Linked DNA regions of Sus scrofa: all the other regions are linked to region 2. Evidence: chromatin contacts called from public HiChIP or PLAC-seq and promoter capture Hi-C data. All regions are on one chromosome and are shown on one strand. Each heading gives the region's core, a stretch centred on a gene start, on an enhancer-like site or on the middle of the called end of the contact. The rest is flanking DNA. Distances are from core to core; before and after follow the strand shown. Region 1 holds the start of GNG5 (guanine nucleotide-binding protein G(I)/G(S)/G(O) subunit gamma-5). Region 2 holds the start of PRKACB (cAMP-dependent protein kinase catalytic subunit beta). Region 3 holds the start of RPF1 (ribosome production factor 1).

Region 1 (3,924 bases), core at 1,389-3,888, 390 kb before region 2:
CCTTTCGGATTTTCAAATTATTCACCTATTAATAATAAGCTAATGAATAAAAGAATGGCAATTCAACCAAAAAAAGACAGATAGCTGGATAGTCAAAGATAAAGTGACTATAGAATTCTAATCTTTCATTTATGGCATACTTTTGCTTTATGACACCCCCTGCCAGGAATGGAAAATTGGCTTTATCTTGCATATTAAATCCCATCAACTGGTATTGGCCACACAAAAGTGAGTTACTGAAAAGGATCCCAAAGCCACATCAAGGCCTCAATAGGAAAGAGTCCTAGATTTCTTGGTTGTGTTTTCTGGTCATGCATTGTTATAAGGATTCTCTTGGTTTCAGATTGTTTTTACAACAGGGCCTGTCTCAAACCATCTTAAATGTGAATATCTATGTAAGGATGGTAAGGTCTTTGAAATGTTTTAAATCATTGTGGAAATTCAAAGAACATGGCCTGTTTTAGAAGATATTGGTGGTTCATAAACCATATTTATTGCTCATCACTTGAGATCGTATCAAACTTAAAATGAACTCAATATTTATTCTCCTTTCCTATCCTGAATTACAGCCTTTATTAGATAGACACTAGATAAAAATTAAGATAATATTTTAATTTTAGATAGCAGTCCAAACTCTGTGGTCCCTCTTCACAATAATGGAAAAAACAAACTTTTTCTCTGAGGATATTTTAAGCTTAAAATAATACAGGCTTGGCTTATTTCTCAACACTCTTCTTCATAGAAGAGGACTGGACTATATATTCCCTGAAATCCCTTCTAGCACTATTTCACAGTTCTTACAGAGTTTAGGGGCATCTTCTATAACTACGGTGAAAATGGAGCATTCTTTGAGTAAATATGTTTAATTGTACAAATTTGTAAAGTATGAGTGAGATTGGTCAACAAGTCACCAGAGGTGAAATAATTTTAAATACTACTAGGCGAGGAAGAGAAAGAAGTGACATTTACTGAAATACCTGTAATATTCTTTACATATCTAATTTCATTTCATCTCAAAGGTAATTCTGGGAAGTAAGCTTTATTATTTCATTTTGAAATGAGGAAACAGAGGCTCAGTGAAGTTTAAGGGGACTGACCAGGGATATTAAGGTTAAGTGATAGAGCCAGAATTCAAAGCTTCACGTGAAATGATTTGAAACTGTTCTGTAAATTAGGTTTTGTTCACATAGAGCATATGGATTTTCCCTCTATACAAAAAAATTGAAAGGCATTAATGACAAAGTTATTCGTGTTTCTAAAATACATCAGTGGGAGTTCCCGTCGTGGCGCAGTGGTTAACGAATCCGACTAGGAACCATGAGGTTGCGGGTTCGGTCCCTGCCCTTGCTCAGTGGGTTAAGGGTCCGGCGTTGCCGTGAGCTGTGATGTAGGTTGCAGACGCGGCTCGGATCCCATGTTGCTGTGGCTCTGGTGTAAGCCAGTGGCTACAGCTCCGATTGGACCCCTAGCTTGGGAACCTCCATATGCCGCGGGAGCGGCCCAAGAAATAGCAAAAAGACAAAAAAACAAAACAAAACAAAAATTCCAGCGTTGTCACTGCAGCAGTTTGGGTGGCTGCTATGGCATGGGTTTGATTCCCAGGCCAGGGAACTTCTACATGCTGTGGGCAGATAAAAAATAAATAAATAAATAAATAAAAATACATCAGTGTAGTCACTGATCTCAACCGAATAGGAAACACTTGTCCTAAGGGCTGTGACGTGACATATATTCCCATGGGTGAAACATGCACTGGCTGAGCCTCTTTTGCTTGGTTAAATCTTACTCTCTCTCCAAGAAAACTCCTTTGAAGACCAATTTCAGGCAGCAGGTAATGAGTTATAACGGAATTATAAAAAAGCAAACTTTCTCAAAACAAAAGGTTTTATTTTTCAACAAGCCTTTATCCCCCAAGTGAAAAAGTCAAGAGACAAATGTAATCTTCCGCCAGCACCTTGGTTCTGCACAGTCTCCTCCAAAAAAGCCAAGAGGTAAGAGGCGCCAGCAGCCAAACCTTGGCTCTTGGCAGATGCTCTTTTCTCCACCGAACCGGCGCCCCTGCTTCTCGCCTCCCGCATCCCGGTCCCCTTCGACGGATAAGGCGGCCGCCACGCCCTCTTTCGCCTCCTGGGCTACGACGGTGCGGGTGCGGATGGGCCACCCCTGGGACAAGCTCCGGTCACTTAGGGACACGTCTCTAAGGGGAAAGTGCCACTGACTCAAGTTGGTACTTCCAGAGCCTACGCCGGGGCTCTCCCGTTCCCTTCCCTCCACTTCTGTTGCCAACTCCATCAGGAAAACTGGAACCTCCTCGGCGCCGCCACCCGGCCTTTTACAAATTCTTAAAGCACCGGCCATCCCTCCCCGGTCCTCTTCAGGGCCCCTTTTGGGTCTTGCAGGATAACGACAAGCTCCTCCCTTACCTCTCCCGCACTGGCTTCTCTGGGAAGGGAGGGCGGAGAGGATAGACGTCCAGCCAAGCTCGCATCCCGCAGTTGGAGCGCCCGCCGTCCGCACCGCGTCTTCTCGAGCCCTGCTCTCTCCCGGCCCCCTGAGGCCACGCCCCCGCCGGTGAGGCGCACTCAAGGGGGGGGCGCGCATGCGTACCAAGGGTGGAGCGGGCAGGCGGAGAACCGGAAACTTAGACCAAGTTCCGAGCCCCGCCCCCGCCGCGCGTTTCGCCGCCTGGCCCTTCGGACCCGCTGCCGACCCCTCCCGGACAGCCGACCTGCCCGGCCCTCCCGTGCGCCATGTCTGGTTCCTCCAGCGTCGCCGCCATGAAGAAAGTGGTTCAGCAGCTCCGGCTGGAGGCTGGGCTCAACCGCGTGAAGGTGAGCAGGGGCGGGCGGCAGGGGGGGAGGGGACGGAGGGGGAGGCGGGCGAGCTGGCGCAGCGGCTGTCGCCTTCCCTGGGGGATGCACACTCTGCGGCGGGCATCCCGGGGGCTCTCGCCTCCTTGGGGAACCTGCGCTTGGCCGCGGGGATCCCGGCGGCCCGCCCTAGAGAAGTGGCGGCGCGGGTCGGTCGTGTGGTTCGGGGGTCCGGTTACTGCTTTCCGCCCCAGACTCTGCCAGGCCGGCTGGCCCCTGGCGGAACGGCGGCTTTCCGCATTCCGGCCCTGCTCCCTCCTCCTCCCTCCGCAGCTACTCGGCGCCTTTTCGCTGGTAGCTGCGCCTCCGCGCCGTCCGCACCCTTACCGGCCCAGTCCGCCGGCTCCCCTGCTTCGTCACCTGGCGGGCTTTTATCCGACATTGGATTCAGAACAGACATGTTTTTTCTTTTCATGGGAGAAGTTTCCCAGATCCACGCCCTTTAGTATATAGATTCTTATTTCCAGTTTCTCTCATTCACCGAACGTGAAAACAATTCTTGCTAAACTTTGTAGGTTAAAGAAGCGTGCTTTCGAAATGTCTCCAGGGTCTAAGGTCACTACTGGTGCCCCGTATAGCCTCGTACAAAGCGCGCGTTTCGACTCTGGCACAGTTTGCTGCTTTCCGACCTTGGCATATCTGTTGGGCCTCATACCCGAAAAAGTAATTAGGGTGGATCAGTGTTATTTTGGCGTCTACTTAGCATTGACCTTGTCCTGGAGTTATTTACTTTTGAGTAAAAGCCTTTGGTGGGTGTTAATATGACTTGCTTCTGTGTTCATCAGGCTGCTTTTTACTTCCCCCTGAAATGTTTTGTGGAGTAAGATGGTCTCGCATTTACCTATTTCCTTAAGTAGAAATGTTAGGGACCTGGTTTACTCTGTAAGGTCACCTCAGGAGGGAAGGGAAATTCCCATCCGTCTTGGGATGGGATTCCCCCTCCCTTTTTGTCCCTTAAGTGCTGTAAACTCCATTGCTGTTTGGAATCCACTTCTCTAATCTCCAGATTCTTACCTTTATCCCAGTCGTTTATGCTTAGTCTTATTTGGATTTA
Region 2 (3,793 bases), core at 746-3,245:
TTTTTAATACTTTCTAGTACAGTTAGTTACTACATTTGTGCAATTAAAAAATAAAGACTACTAAGTTCTACCTCTTCATTGGCTTTTGAAAAGGTCCATATCACATATTAAAGACATCAAACTTTTTTGGAGGTCCTGAAAATTAACACCAAATCCTTATTGGTGAAACAAAACCATATAATCCGATCTATCTATTCACATTAAACAAAATGAATGACTAAATTTTTCGAAATCGATTCTGCTTTATTGATACTGAAAAAATTTCGCAATTAACCTAGAACATGTTACAAACATAGAAACATTAAAAGACAGTATTTACACAAACTGGAATAAGTCATCCGACATTATTCTCTCAAGTGCTAAGATGTCATTTACTCCTGGGGATATAACAAATACTATTTGTTTTCTGGTCATTCTGAATTATAAAATCTGAGCTGAACTTGGCAAAGGCAAAAAACCATGCTGATTGACTGAAAGACAAATAAAACCATATTGCCATACAGAAATTCATGATTTTTTACTGTTTGTTGTAAAGAGTAGAGCGCCTGCACTTTCAGCTCTCAGAAGAAATCTACTGGAAGTACTTCAAAGCAGTGACCTTTAAGTTTTACAGACACTGTAGCAGATTCCTGAATGTCTCAAGAAAAGGCAAACCTGCCTTGCTTTTCTTCTCTAACGGATAAAGTTGCTGTTTACTCTTACGATATTTTCCACTCTTAATCCGAAAAGATGGAGGATCTCTAAAACATAGTTACCCGCTCAGGATTAACCTCACCTGCGGAGGGCCAGATTTAGCAGCCCTTCACCTGGTGATAAGGTTGGGGTGGACTCGAGTGATGGAGGGAAAAGAGACAACTCTGTTCACAACACTACCTGTGGCTCCCGAGAGAGGGTCGGGGGGCGAGGAAGAGAGGGTTGGGGTGGTCCAAGAGACTTCTTTAGCCGGACCAAATTTGGGGAAGTGTCTAAGGAAGTGAGTCCCCCTCGCCCCAGTAAAAAAAGCAATCGCGGGGACCGCTCTCCTCCCTCGCCCTCTCCATCCGGCCCTCGGCGCTCAGCCCTCCAGCCGGAGCTGGGGGAGGAGGCGGAGGAGGAAGGCGGCTGGTCCCCAGGGCCCCCTCGAACGGCTGCCCGCGGCTGCTGCGAGGCCTGGACCGTGCCCGCGGCCTGCGGGTTCCCACCCTGGGGGACGCTCGGTACCCCGCGTCCGCCCGCCCGCCCGCCCGCCTAGCCGGCCCCTAGACCCGGCTCTTGACTCACCGCTCTCCACCTCGCCGCCTTTCTTGGCAGTAGCCGCGTTCCCCATGACCGGGGCGATGGAAGGAAGGGGTCGGGGAGGGGAGGGGGCACTGAAGCCGTCCCCGCCGCTCCGCAGGCTGAGCCAACTCCCGCTTCGGCACCAGTTAGACCGGTCAGTGCTTCTGGCGCACGGAGTGCGGGCGGGAAGACTGGGCCGGTTCTGAGGCCAGGGCTGCAGGGTACTCCTTTGCCCCGGAGCTGGCAGCAGCGGCGGCGGCGACCGGCAGACACTCCCCCTTCCCCCTCCCCGCCCTCCCAGCGCGCCCCCGGGCAGCCGCGCGCCCCCGGGCTCTAGACCCTGTCCCCCTCGGCGGGCGGGCGCGCGCGCCGGAAGTGACGTGCGCCCCGGGCGCGAGCGGAGGGTTGGGGTAACCCCTGCCAGTACCTCCACGGCCCACCCAGCTGGGAAGTGCAGGTCCGCGCTTTCTTTAGGGAGCTGATCCCCAGGATAAGGGAGGCAGCACGAGACCGTTAGCTTGGAGGAACCAGTCGTCTCTCTGCATTGGCGTCCCCCATGCCCTGGAGCTGGGCTGCTGGAAGCAGTGCCGGGGTTCTGGTTGCATTCTTGTGGCAGGCTTCGCAGTGCCTCCTCGCTCAGAGGATGCCTTGTAGCCACCAACCTGCAGGCCGGAGAGGACTGCGCTGTCGGGTAGGAGGTCGTTCCGGGGGACCCGGGCCGTTCTCGCCACTGGGCCTCGTGGACTGGTCAGTATCAGCCACAGGAATAACCTCGTCCCTTGTCCCGACCGTGGTTCCGAGCTTCTTTGCGTAGCAGATCCAGGTATTCGCCGAGCCCCCCACGTTTTCCTGCCTCTTGGGCACCAGTCACAAACCCTTCAGTGTTTCCAGTCCAATTTTCATTCCCTGTGGTTTTGCGTGATCGCCTCAGGTTTTGTCAGATATCCCAGGCGGAGAGAAAGGAAAGTATCACTGTTTCTGCAGAATGTTTATTGATGTGTGTCATTGTATTTAGCAGCTCTCTGTGTGTGTCAAAATAAATACATTCCCCATTTGCTAGTTGCATTTTTATTAGTATTCGTCTTGGAGCGCTTGAATTTGTGAATAGCTTTACTTTATGTGGCACTCTAGTATTTTTGTTGTTGTTGTTGCATGATCCTTTGAACTTTGCTCTGAGCATTTATTCCAAATTTAGTGTAGAAAGATTGTAATTCCCCAAAGGGCATAGACAACCTAAATTTATTTTGTGTCCCCAAGTCACCAAGCCCAGTACTTCTTTAATGGATACTTGTTGACTTGAAAGTAAGCAGAGCAAATCTCTCAGAATTCTTTTTTAAGTATGTTCTATTACTGAAAAAAAAAAAAAGGAGTGGAAACTGAGGTTACCCAGTAAGTTCTTCCTGCTATTTCTTATTACCAATTCCGTTAAATTAATTTAACAGAGGTTTATATCATATATACTGTATTACAAATAGGACCATGCAAATAGCAAGTCATGAGTTCTTTAAGAACCCTATGAGATATGTAGTTTTATTATCATTATTTCACTTATGAACAAACTGAGACACAGAGAAGTTAAGCAATTTACCCTGAATTACACATCTATCATCTGGTGGAAGCACAATTTAGGGTACCAAAATCTGACTTTTTGTCCATAATGTTATGTAGATGTTCCTTTCTCTCCATTTAAAATCCATTGACTTAAAAAGATGCATGCATAGTGAGTTTATTTCCAAGGGAAATTCATTATATTATTTTCTGGGTTTCCATTAATGCAAGTAGTATAAAAATTACAGAGAAGGAAGGATTTGAGCTAGAGGTGTTTGTGTCCCTGTGCAACAATGTTGCAGCAATGGCATATCATTCCAGTCAGATCTAGTTTTCTGTTGTAGATGTGGTATTTTGCCCTGCTTCTCTGTATAAAGTTCAATAAATAGCATTAAGCCATATACCAAGTTAAAAACAACTTTCTAATATACTTTATTCTGGAGAGACTTTCTAGAATCCTGGAATACTCATACTATCCTCACTGGGGTGAGTTTTAAAATGTATGCCTATTTAGAGACCAACTTTAATGATAAAAGGGTAGTTATATGTATAACAACTACTGTCCCTGTCCTTACAATAATTTTGAATTCTAGGCTTCTGTTTAGTAAATCATTACTTTGCAGAAGAGACAGTTGAGAGTGATTATACAGTTAGGATACAGCTACATCCTGGAAAATTAATAAAGAAACAATTCAACTTTACACATTTATTCCTTTCTCTTAAAACTAACTTTTATCATCCATTTGTTAAAAAATTTAATTAATTGTTAATAAATAAAAAAATTACCAAAAACTGCAAATATCTTATTGTTCTTTTTTCCATATATTATTTGGGTTTTTTTTTTTTTTTTTTTTTGTCTTTTTGTTGTTGTTGTTGTTGCTATTTCTTGGGCCGCTCCCGTGGCATATGGAGGTTCCCAGGCTAGGGGTTGAATCGGAGCTGTAGCCACCGGCCTACGCCAGAGCCACAGCAACGCAGGATCCGAGCC
Region 3 (3,952 bases), core at 1,197-3,696, 370 kb before region 2:
ATACACCCCCTTTATGTTAAATTTTGAAAACATACAAAATACCACCATTATGTTTACTGTTTAGGGACACAAACAAACATAGTAAAGATAATAAAGATGTGCATGGGGACAATAAAGAGCAATTTCATGAATGGTTATCTTTGGAGGGGAAAGCAATCAGAAAAAGAGGCACACAAGGAACTCTGAACACTACTTACTAATGCACAATTTCTTGAGAGATATCTAGTGGTCTAGTAGCTAGGACTTGGTCCTTTCATTGCAGCAGCAGTAGAGGGGGGATGGATGCGGTATTATTTTTATATCATTTTATACATCTGAAATATTTCATAATAATTTTTTTTTTGTCTTTTCTAGGGCCGCACCCACAGCATATGGAGGTTCCCAGGCTTGGGGTTCTAATCAGAGCTACCTACAGCTGCCCAGCCTACGCCACAGCCACAGCCATGCCAGATCCAAGCCGCCTCTACGACCTGCACCACAGCTCACAGCAATGCCAGACCCACTGAGCAAGGCCAGGGATCCAACCTGCAACCTCATGGTTCCTAGTCGGGTTCGTTAACCACTGAGCCACGACAGGAACTCCTTATTATAAATTTTAAAAGAAAGTGAATCAACGTAAATATCAGGAAGCATTCCTTAATGTGAGATAAAAAGCAGAGGACTAAAAATTTTATTTACCTTATCACCAAGAGCCTCTCTCTCTTTTTTAAGTTTTTTCTTAGCTGCCAACTTTTCCTAAAGGATTAAAAAAAAAAAAAAAAAAAAAAGAACAATATTGAGAAACCACCACTTATATCACAAACCCATACTGAAACTACAAATTACTAATGCTATGAATACATAAACTAAGCAGTCTTAGTAATGCATTAAAATAAACATCCTGACTTAAGATTTTCATACTTAAGTTATTATAAACCAAATGAGCTGGCCACTCAGAAAGATTTCTTTAACAAAGATCTTAACTCCTTCAAAATAATCTAAATTGACAAGTCTGAATATTTAAAATTTCACTGGTTTTATTTTTTACTACAAAGCCCCAAATTAAGTCAAAGTGCAAAATGAATGTCACTTTAAACAAGTTAACAGGTTTTTGTTGTTTTGTTTTGCATTCCTAACAAGTTGCATCCTAAAGAAAACCATGGCTATGCTGGTTGCTTCCCTTGAAAAGTAATTTAAAAAAATGGTAATGATAGAGGAGTTTTCAATTGGTCATTGGCAATAAAATCACACTAGATATTCAAATATTTTATAATCAAGATGTGCTTTTAAAATTATTAAGAATGTGTAATCGTACTTATGGCGATTCCTGAACAGACTGCTTGACATATAACAGAAGACATATTTTTTTCTTTCCCCAGCACCTGCTGACTCTCAATACATCAGATCTCGGATTAGAGATTATAGTTCTAAGAAGGCTACTAGGACACCTTTCTGCCATACTTGCACACCAGAATGGGTTAGATGCTCCTCTGTACTGCAAGAGCACTCTGTCACCTCAGAGTCTAGCCACAGTAGGCAGACAAGCAAAAAGAATACTAAGTGTGAACTTTCACAATACGCAAGAATAAGCAACTTGCCTTCAACTGTAAAGTGACCACAAATGAGCACAGTGACTTTAGGCGTTTTTCGCCTATTTGTTTACCTCCTAGAATGGTATGAAGACAACGCTGTAAAGAATACAATTACTAAAAACATTTGACAGTACCAATTTCTGTTGGGTTGCTGCAGCTATCAGAGAAGGATCATTTTGAATATCTGTATTGCCCGTACTGCAGATTCTAAAAATTAACCAAAATTAGGTGGACGGGCTAAGAGTAGATGAATTTTGCCTTCTAGGTCTAACGGGGGCCTGGCTGGGCGATGGGGGTGGACGTTCAATACTAGGAGAGCAAGACTTTCGGCTTTCGTTCTTATCAAGGACCCTAGAAGAGAGCTGGTAAGAAAAGGAATTCTTGACGTTCAGGCAAAAAGCTATGTCTAGAGAAAGTGTTCCCAAAGCAGGTCGAAGGGACCAGGACACAAAACCTTCCCCCTTTCCCTTTCGGAATTAAACGCGGCCCTGAACGCCGGCACCGGCGACCACGCATGTGCACCCCACCCCCACCCGCGCGCGGGGGACACGACGCATGCGCCCTGGCACCGCCACCAACCTCTTACCTTCCGCTGCTGCTGTTTCCACCGCGTGAACATTAAGTGTCTCCGCTGTTTGTTCTTAATCTCCGAAATGCTGAAGCCTGGGGGAAAGGCAGCCGCGGTCGTGGGTTGCACCCCACTTTCCGTCGTCCCATCCTCAGAGACTGCAGCCTCCTGAGGTTCTAAAGTGGCGGCTTTGCGTTTCAGGCCTTTCTTTCCACCGCCGCCGTTCTTATCCCCGGCCTTCGCCATGGTGTTTTTGCTACTTGCGGTTTGTACGGAAACGGAAGTCTCGTTCTCTCGGATCACTTCCTTAAGCTTTTACTTCCGGGGTCGGAAAGTTCTTAAAGGAAAATGTATACTGTTTGTGTGCTCCTTAGCTCTTTAAAAAAGTGCTGAAATTTAGGCATGAGGAGAGTTTAGGGAACGTGCCCAGCCGTGTGAACAGTGCATCGTTGAGTTGGTGGAATCCATAATTGAGCGTTTTCCATGCGCCGAGCCTTTAAAACATAAGAAAACAATCATTGTCATTACAGCCTAGAGAGAGACTAAAATGAGCTCACAAATTGTGTGATAAGCTATTAAGTAATGCACGGTATGGAAAAAATAGAACAGGATGAAAGATGCGAGGATAGAGGGGCAGATTGCTGCTTTTAAATAGGATTCTCAGAGTAGGCTTCATAGAAAAATTTACATTGAAATTTGAAGGAGATAGTGGGGTAAACTATGCAGTTATCTTGGGGAACAGCTATTAATATGAGATAAGGTGGTTTTGCAAGAGAAAAGCTGCCCAAGCAGAGGAAACAGCTGCAACTCCTGGTCCATAGCAAGCCTGGCTTGTTAAGAAAACACTCTGTAGCCAGAAGTCAAATGAGAAAAGAGGAGAGTAAGGGCGGGCAGGGGTGAATTGTGGGGGGGGGGGGGGAGGGGGGCATTAGGTGTGACAAATTGTGTAAGGTTTTGTAAGGAGTTTGGCTTTTATGGAGATGAACATTTCTTAGAGGATTGTGAGAAAAGAAATGATGTGACCGGTGACCTGGCTTTCATTTTAAAAGCGTCAGACTCTACTTGTGAGACTATAGATGAAGGAAAGTGAAAGGGGAGAAATAAGTGTCTTGAGCTAGGGTGGTGCTAGTGTAAGTGGCAAGAAGTGATCAGTAGTTCTGGAAGGTAGAGTTCCTGGGGATTGAATAAAAGGCATGAAAGAAAGAGAAGAGTCAAGGATGACTGCAAAATTTGAACTGAGTGATTGGAAGGATGGAGTTATCGGTTGAGATGGGAGAGAATTCTGGTGGAGAAAATTTGAAGGGTAAGATCAAAATTTCGGTAATGGAGGAGTTCCCACTGCGGCACAGTGGGTTAAGAATCTCGTGGCCCAGTGGTTAACAAATCTGACTAGGAACCATGAGGTAGCGGGTTCAATCTCTGACCTTGCTCAATGGGTTAAGGATCCGGTGTTGCCGTGAGCTGGGGTGTAGGTCACAGACACGGGTTGGATCCCTTGTTGCTGTGGCTCTGGCGTAGGATTGGCAGCTGCAGCTCTGATTAGACCCCTAGCCTGGGAACCTCCTTATGCCGCGGCTGTGACCCTAGAAAAGGCAAAAAGATACACACACAAAAAAAATAATAATAATAATCTGACTCCAATGGCTAAGGTCACTGAGGAGGGGGAGGGTTCCATTATCAGCCCTGGGCAGTGGTTTAAAGGATCCCACATTCCCACAGCTGAGGCATAGTTGGCAGCTGTGGCTCGGATTCAGTCCCTGGCCCTGGAACTTCCATATGCTATGGATGTGGTCATAAAAGTGAAAATTTTTTT

Evidence for each region. Promoter capture Hi-C pulls out the DNA fragments that hold promoters and counts their contacts. HiChIP or PLAC-seq counts read pairs in DNA pulled down with a chosen protein or histone mark.
Region 1: an H3K27ac HiChIP or PLAC-seq map of alveolar macrophages shows a contact between it and region 2. The contact joins the promoter of GNG5 here to the promoter of PRKACB in region 2. A contact is called at or near these places in 3 of 5 promoter capture datasets (fetal liver, fetal skeletal muscle and liver) and 1 of 2 datasets of contacts at active chromatin or transcription factors (alveolar macrophages).
Region 3: a contact with region 2 is called in a promoter capture Hi-C map of liver, with 6 times the contacts expected there. The contact joins the promoter of RPF1 here to the promoter of PRKACB in region 2. A contact is called at or near these places in 2 of 5 promoter capture datasets (fetal liver and liver), 1 of 47 Hi-C or Micro-C datasets (liver) and 2 of 2 datasets of contacts at active chromatin or transcription factors (alveolar macrophages and skeletal muscle).

Annotation. Positions count from the first base shown.
Region 1 is chr6:129,244,686-129,248,609 of Sscrofa11.1, forward strand. GNG5 (guanine nucleotide-binding protein G(I)/G(S)/G(O) subunit gamma-5) reads left to right here and starts at 2,639. Exons shown (of 3, transcript XM_021096357.1): 1 at 2,639-2,831. The coding sequence starts at 2,751. SPATA1 (spermatogenesis-associated protein 1) reads right to left here and starts at 2,554. Exons shown (of 15, transcript XR_002345111.1): 1 at 2,424-2,554.
Region 2 is chr6:129,634,212-129,638,004 of Sscrofa11.1, forward strand. It overlaps PRKACB (cAMP-dependent protein kinase catalytic subunit beta), which reads right to left and starts at 1,996. Exons shown (of 10, transcript XM_021096363.1): 1 at 1,261-1,996. The coding sequence starts at 1,306.
Region 3 is chr6:129,268,592-129,272,543 of Sscrofa11.1, forward strand. RPF1 (ribosome production factor 1) reads right to left here and starts at 2,447. Exons shown (of 9, transcript XM_021096356.1): 1 at 2,158-2,447; 2 at 679-735. The coding sequence starts at 2,385. It overlaps LOC102166593 (a long non-coding RNA gene), which reads left to right and starts at 2,289. Exons shown (of 5, transcript XR_001305279.2): 1 at 2,289-2,404.